2 separate regions of the Pan troglodytes genome follow, and region 2 is linked to region 1. The links are chromatin contacts, called in public Hi-C maps. All regions are on one chromosome and are shown on one strand. The core of a region is the stretch at or near the end of the contact, and the rest is flanking DNA. Distances in the headings are between cores, read along the strand shown. Region 1 overlaps SMYD2 (SET and MYND domain containing 2). Region 2 holds the start of SMYD2 (SET and MYND domain containing 2).

Evidence for each region. A called contact is a pair of places that touch in the nucleus more often than the background predicts.
Region 2: a contact with region 1 is called in a Hi-C map of induced pluripotent stem cells, with 2.0 times the contacts expected there. The contact joins the promoter of SMYD2 here to the enhancer-like site in region 1. A contact is called at or near these places in 2 of 7 Hi-C or Micro-C datasets (induced pluripotent stem cells and lymphocytes) and 1 of 1 datasets of contacts at active chromatin or transcription factors (stem cell-derived excitatory neurons).

The regions. Positions count from the first base shown.
Region 1 is chr1:34,771,888-34,775,431 of NHGRI_mPanTro3-v2.0_pri, reverse strand. SMYD2 (SET and MYND domain containing 2) reads left to right here. Exons shown (of 12, transcript XM_003308746.7): 10 at 790-964; 11 at 2,972-3,080. Among named protein-coding and RNA genes, the nearest start is that of SMYD2, 52 kb to the left of the region's middle. Within about 2 kb of position 1,856, at least 4 of the 24 cell types and tissues checked have an H3K27ac peak or open chromatin away from gene starts, as enhancers often do. A contact at or near this core is called in induced pluripotent stem cells, where this site is marked.
Region 2 is chr1:34,823,552-34,827,095 of NHGRI_mPanTro3-v2.0_pri, reverse strand. It overlaps SMYD2 (SET and MYND domain containing 2), which reads left to right and starts at 1,549. Exons shown (of 12, transcript XM_003308746.7): 1 at 1,549-1,897. The coding sequence starts at 1,725.

The DNA.
Region 1 (3,544 bases), core at 607-3,106:
ATGTGGTGTCCATCCTGTTGGAGTTGTATGATCTTATTTCCCCTTATTTTGGCTAGTTTGGCTCGGAGCCTCATGTGGTGGAGGACCGTGAAGGACAGAGCCTTGATGGCCTTGTGCTTTGGGTATTTTACTTTGGGCAGGGCACAGTGCCAAGGGCCTTGCTTATTTCAGCTCTCCTCACTGGCACACTCTGAGCAGGGACTCTGCTCATTCCCATGCAGCAGATGAGGAAACAGCCTGATAGATATTAAGTAATTTGCCCAAAGGACACAGCTGATGGTGATAGGATCTAGGATTTTGTCCCAGCTCTATCAGAATCCATATTCTTAACCATTGTATTGTAGTATTTTCTTGGGAGTTGAAAAGGGATTCGATTTGTACTCTAAAGGGTAGAATTTAAAACCAGTGAGAGGAAATGAGAGAAAGGCACATTGTTTCTCAGCATAAGAAAGAACTTTGCCACAGTGGGAGTCGTGCTCAGGGTTCCAACTTGGGTGAGGATTTGAATTTGATTAGAATCGTGATTTTAATCAACATTGTTTACATCAGAACTAGGGGTCTGGACCCTGCGGCTAAAATTCTTGAGTTGAGCAGTTCCGATCTTCAGGTTTTCCTCATTTGTTTTTTCTGGAGAAATGTAATTCCTTTCACTTTTGCTTGGCTTTCTGTAAGTTACTTTTTCATGGGGTAAGGGTGAGAGTGGAGTGGACGAAAGAACTCCTTGAACCCAGCCTGGGGAAGCCTCCAGGCAGCTTGGGCCCGGTGGCCGTTTCCTTGACTCCACAGCACCCCCTAGTGAGCTGCTGGAGATCTGCGAGCTCAGCCAGGAGAAGATGAGCTCTGTGTTTGAGGACAGTAACGTGTACATGTTGCACATGATGTACCAGGCCATGGGTGTCTGCTTGTACATGCAGGACTGGGAAGGAGCCCTGCAGTATGGACAGAAAATCATTAAGCCCTACAGGTGATTGCAGAGGCTGTTCTAATCATCCACGGAGTGGAATTTGGTTGTTTAGAATGTATACGATAGTGTCGTCTTCCTGCCCATTGCTGAGACTTGCCTAGCGCAGCTGCCTTTTCTCTGCACCCACATCTGGAGGTGCTGGTGCAGGGCACTGCTCCCGAGTCAGGCCTGTTCTCACCACCATCCCAAGGAGACAGGTTGAGGTTATGCAGCGGATACTGGGGCAAGATCCCTCCCAGGTCCATCCAGGGCCATATCCATAGTAGTTAACTCAGGCTAGTTTTGAGAAGCCACTAGTTTGCTTCTTTTCCCACCCACTGCTTCCAAGTTTAATTACTAAGTGGTGGTCTCAGAAACCCTGCTTTTCATCATTACTCACACCATCCCCTTCTTTTGCTTTTTCAAGTTACAGCCCCAGTTTGCAAATGGGGAAGCTCTGGGACCAGTGGGTTGACCGTGGTTATCTAATCTCCCCACCCCAGGTTTGGAAAAAAGAAAAAAAAGTTGCTTTTTAATTTGTAGTAATAATGAATATTAGCCCTGGAGAGATTTCCTGCCTGAGAGGGTTACTAAACCTAAAAGTGGGTGACAGACGGAAGTTGTGGCTTTGTCCTCTGACTCGGACTAGACGCTTCAGGGCTGAGGTGGCCTAGATGGGATCACTGGAGCTCTTTTTAAAGGCACTGATATTATGCATTTACAGGGTACGTCCAACACCAAGTGGGCCAAGTGAATCAGGGTCGCTGGGCATTAGACCCAGAAATCTGTGTTCTGGAAGCATCCCAGGTGTTTCTCAGGAGTTTGAGAAGCCCTCAGTCTCCTTCCACTTCCGAGATTAGGGTCTGTGAAGGTTGTGTCTGGTCTGAATGTCCACTGCCCACTCCACCCTCTACTTACCCCACTGTGCCCTGATTAGCCAGCAGGGGGAGCCCAAAGGAAGCCAGCTCTTAAAATCTGCTCTTGGAAACAGAATTTGTTAAATTGGGGATAAACTCAAACCTTCCTTTTCTCCTGGAGTGTGTGAGGAAGTGCACTGGCCTCATGCACAGTTCTCTGTGTGAGATCTGTAGGGAGAGAGGAGCAGACAGACAGCATCCCAGCCCTGTGGTTCTCCCAGCAGGGCCTTGCTCTGCTAGACCCATCGTTATCTGCGTGAGCCACCTCCCGGAAGCCCAGCTCTGGTCTTCCGTGGGGCCGTGGGTCCCAGGGCTGCCTCCTGCCCAGGAATACAGCTAGAACATGTCTTTTTGGACTGACTTTCAGGAGACACAGGGTGGAACAGCCTAGCCTTTAAGTAAACACCTCTTACACACATGTAAACACACACACTGGCTCACCCACCAGCTGCCTCTGGGCCCTGTTCTTAGGGAAATGGCTGTTTCCCAGGCAGACCCCATCAGTCAGTCTTCAGGTACAGCCGGAGAGAACACTTGCTGTATCTAAAGCCCCTGCTGGACAATGGGGAAAGAACATCCAGAAGACACAGGAAGTGTTCTGACTTCAGAGCACTTACTGTTTTGCTAAACCAGCCCATATCATAGTGTGACAGAAAGCTGGGGTCTTAAGACACATTGGGGTGGGTGGGGGTTGGGTGGGTGGCTGTATGTCTGAGTACCTAAGGTGATAGGCCTAATTGCTGCCTTCATAAATGGGACATTTACTTCACAAGCTGTTTTCCCAGGGTCTTCCTCTGGGTATGTCTGAAATATAAAAATCTGGACTGGGATTGAAGATTGTGTTTACAAATGCTTTTGAATAGGATTTCTCCTGCAGTTGTTATGTAGCTTTTCAGAAACACACAAACTACAAATAATGAACAACATCTGCAATGATTCCGCAGGGTGGCAGCATCCACACTCTCCACCCAAACCCTGGTGGGATTTGGAGAGGCCACTGGTGGGCAGAGTTTGGCCCTAAGCATGGCAGCCTCCGGCTTACTGCACCCAGCCTGTGGGGCGGCTCAGTAGCCGCTGACATGGTGGCCTGTTGTCTCTTCTCTTGTTCTAGTAAGCACTATCCTTTGTACTCCCTCAACGTGGCCTCCATGTGGTTGAAGCTAGGGAGACTCTACATGGGCCTGGAACACAAAGCCGCAGGGGAGAAAGCCCTGAAGAAGGTATGTCTGTAACTCGGCCTTAGGATTCCCAGTGGCCAGACGGCCTCCTTAGCACATCTCCTTCATGCCTCACCAGGCTGAATGGCTGAAGCAGTGGAGGGTGAGCAGCTCTCACCCACCCTCTTGCCGTGGGAGCAGCGGGGGTGGGTCCCGCAGGTGATGGGGGAGTGAGAGAGTGCACCTCTGCTGTGTTTGTGTCCAGGCCTCCCTCAAAGGGAATGGGTGCCCACATCCAGAGGGCTGGCCGTGATCACAGGCCCAGCCTGTGCCTGGAGGAATTCTCCATTTGTTTGACCTTTGGGATTTTCAGAATGATGATCCCCAGTTGTGGTGAAATCAAGGAGGTAGGATATGGAGAGTTAGGGTTAGGATGTTAGAATTGCGCATTTGCTGTTTCTAAAATGCACTTAATCATCCTCTCAGTTCATTGAGGACCAGTTACATACCAAGACCCTCGTGTGCTT
Region 2 (3,544 bases), core at 300-2,799, 52 kb before region 1:
TTTCTCCATGTTGGTCAGGCTGGTCTTGAACTCTCGACCTCAGGTGATCCGCCTACCTCGGCCTCCCAAAGTGCTGGGATTACAGGCATGAGCCACCACAGCCGGCTGATGTCCATCTTTCTATCCCAGTTGCTGGCCATAGTCAGTCGAAGTTTCTTAAAATGCATAAATGAAAATACTATCATAACTTCCTTTACTTGAAGACGGGTTAGAGGCTTATTTAGTTTGCCACTAATAAGGGCTTTTTTGTTTTCTTTTGAGACAAGGTCCTGCTCTGTCACCCAGGCTGGAGTATAATGGAGTCACCACAGCTCACTGCAACCTTGACTTCCCAGGCTCAAGCTATCCTCCCACCTCAGCACCACTTGAGAGGTGGTTAATTTCCCATAGAGACGGGGTCTTATGTTGCCCAAGCTGGTCTCCAACTCTCCAATTCCTGGGCTCAAATGATCCTCCCACCTTGGCCTCCCACAGTGTTGGGATTACAGGGCTGAGCCACCACACCCAGCTGATAAAGACATTTTACTGAAATGCCAAAAATTCCACTGATTTTACATCTCCAATCATATTAATCCTTTCCCTTTGCTCAACCAGTCCTGAACTTACACAGGTTAACTGTTTGAGGTCCTAGTTTGAAGTAGTGGTTTCTGCTAAATGATCTCGTCACAATTTTAGTCTTTACTGCATGTACATCAATTCCAGTCTTTACATAACCATGTGGAACACGGATTATATTTTCCTTTCTCATATGAAAAGTAATAGCGTGCATGTGTATAGGATTTACATTTCAGGCTTTGTGGGCTTTAAATCCTTTGACTCCTAACCCAAGTGATTTTTCTAAGATCACAGTTCGTGGGTGGTCAAGCATATTAAAACTACTGCAAACTCTAGCGCAGTGTCCTGGACACTGGCCACAGCATCGCATTATCCCCCAACAGCCTAAATTCCTTGAAGGCAAGGTTCTCTCTGGCTTCCTCTGCATCGTTCGCAGCATGCCTCAGAGACTCGGTGAGCTGGGCCAGCCAATGCATTTCCTCTTCCGTCCATGTAATTCCACTACAGGAGCAGAGGGCAAACTACGTTCCCATTAAAGCCACAAGGTTTAAAAACCTCTAACCTTGGAAAAGCACACTTCAACCCTCTGCACACCAAACTTCTCTACTGTGGTTTCCCCTCTGCCGCTTTCTCCTTGGCGTTCCCCGATCACTGCCTCTAGGGTCTTTACAAGGGACAGCGAACGTAAGGTTTCGGAGCTGGCTTCGCCCCCTTCTATTTACCGGGGGCTGGTCATCCTTCGGGCCAGGCTGACTGTCTAGCGGTGGCCCTCGGATACCTGCTCCCCGCAGGTGACCCCCCTCCCTCCCACCGAGGAGGAGGGCGCGTCCCGCTCGCTCCGTGGAGACGCCGCGGAGGCGCACACGCCTCACGCCTCCTCGCAGAAGCCACAGGGGCTGCGGCTCTTTGTCGCGGCCACACCGGAAACGGCCCGGAGCGGCCGCCGAGGGTCCCGGCGCTAGGCGGGGCCGCCGGGCCCGTCCCCCTCCCCGCGGGGGCGCGCGAGGCCCGGGCGGGGCCGCCGTCCCTTCCGGGGAGCGGGGAGCCGCCGCCGCGTCCGCCGGGCGGCTCCCACCCCGCCCCCCGCAGCTCTGGGTGACGCGTCTCCAATAACAGCTCGCCGGGAGCCGCAGCTCGGGCACAGCCGGCGGCCGCGCCCCGCCGCCACCATGAGGGCCGAGGGCCTCGGCGGCCTGGAGCGCTTCTGCAGCCCGGGCAAAGGCCGGGGGCTGCGGGCTCTGCAGCCCTTCCAGGTGGGGGACTTGCTGTTCTCCTGCCCGGCCTATGCCTACGTGCTCACGGTCAACGAGCGGGGCAACCACTGCGAGTACTGCTTCACCAGGTAGGGCGGCGGCGGCGGCGGCGGCGGCGGCGGGCGGGAGCCGGGGGCGCCGAGCGGGAGGCTTAGACCGCGGCGCCAGGAAGTGCGTGCGGCTCGCGGGGTCCTAGCGCCGGCCCTTGGGGCGGGGTGGGGGGCGGGGAGGGGAGGAGGCCCCGCGCTGCAGCCCCACGCCAGGCGCCACGTGCGAGAGGAAACAGGACCGGTGCCGCGCTGCACGCCCTGCACTGCACGTTTTCAGAGTTGCTCACGCTGGATGCGCAAACCCGGGAGTGCAGGTTCCTGCCCTCAAATGTGGGCTCCGAGCCAGGCTTGTTCCAAGCCTGGGCACTCACTGCCCTCCTGGTGCATTGGCAGCGGAGCCCCAAATTTGGGCAGCCACGGGCTGTCACCTTTAACTTATGCTTCCTGCGGTGTGTTCTGTTACCCACAGTCCAGCCCTGCCTCAGATTGGCCGTTTCTTCCAAGGAATTTAATGACTTAGTATATGTCTTGTAAAGTACGCTTACATGTTAAAGTACGCTTACATGGGTGTTTGGAGGGACGCCAGTGGGCACTGACCACACCCCCTGGATTCTGAGGAGCTGCGACGATGAGTTGCAGTGTCCAGTTTCGGTTTGGGATTAGGAAAACATGGTCGCAGGAAGGGATTGGGCAAGATGTGTGGTTGCTAATGGTATTTAATTGTAAGATACCATATGTATATATGTGTCTGTGTTTGTATATATGATGCATATACATTTGCACACACCAACACATAATTATATCCTCAACTCTTATGAGAGTTTCAGAGCTTAAAGGCACATTAGAAATCACCAATTCAGTCTTGTCTTTCACTTAATGGATGAGAAAACTAAAGCCCAGAGAGAAAGTGGAGTTACCTTTATCCATTCACACCAGTAGTGAAGGGAGTGAAATCTGGCCTTATTCACTTCTGCCTATTTCTCACTGGTTAGGTGCTCAGTAAATTTACTAAGGCAGGAGGCATGACATTGGGATTAAGTTTATATCAGGCCTTCCAGTACTCTGAGTAGAGACCATGATTTGCTTTCTTTGAACCTCAGTTTCTTCATCTTTGAAATGGAGATTCCTGGCCTAGATTAAGCTGACCTGCGGTCCTGCAGGGACCTTTTGAGTACAGGTCTCAAGTCCAGCATACTCAATCTCTCAGACCTGTGTGCCTCATTCTACAATAAGACGTAGCAAAAGAAGGGACAAAGGCTAAATATTGTAGTAATCTTGCCCAGACTCCCTGCCAGAACTGTCTTCCGCTTGGGGGGACCTGGAAAGGAACTAGACACGGAATCATGCCGTGGGCAGCTTAAGGGCTGTATGTGATGTGGCTCTTTGAATTGGTGAGCCAAGAGCTAAAGGGTCATGGCACCACTTTGCAACGTTTGAGTGAAGTGAGCATTGGGTTTTCCCAAAGTTAAAAAGGCTGCTGTGACTGGTCCCTTGATCTTCTGAGCCTTGCTGTGGCTCGGAGTCTGCAGCAGCGTGGGTGTCTGCAGTGGCAGGAGCAAAGCAGGTCAGGCAGCACAGAAGGAGCCTCCATCAGGGATCCTGGCAATTCCTGGAAGCCATCGCCTAAGACCATGGATGCCAGGCACATAGTAGGTGATTACTTTATATGGGTAGTTGCCAGCCCTG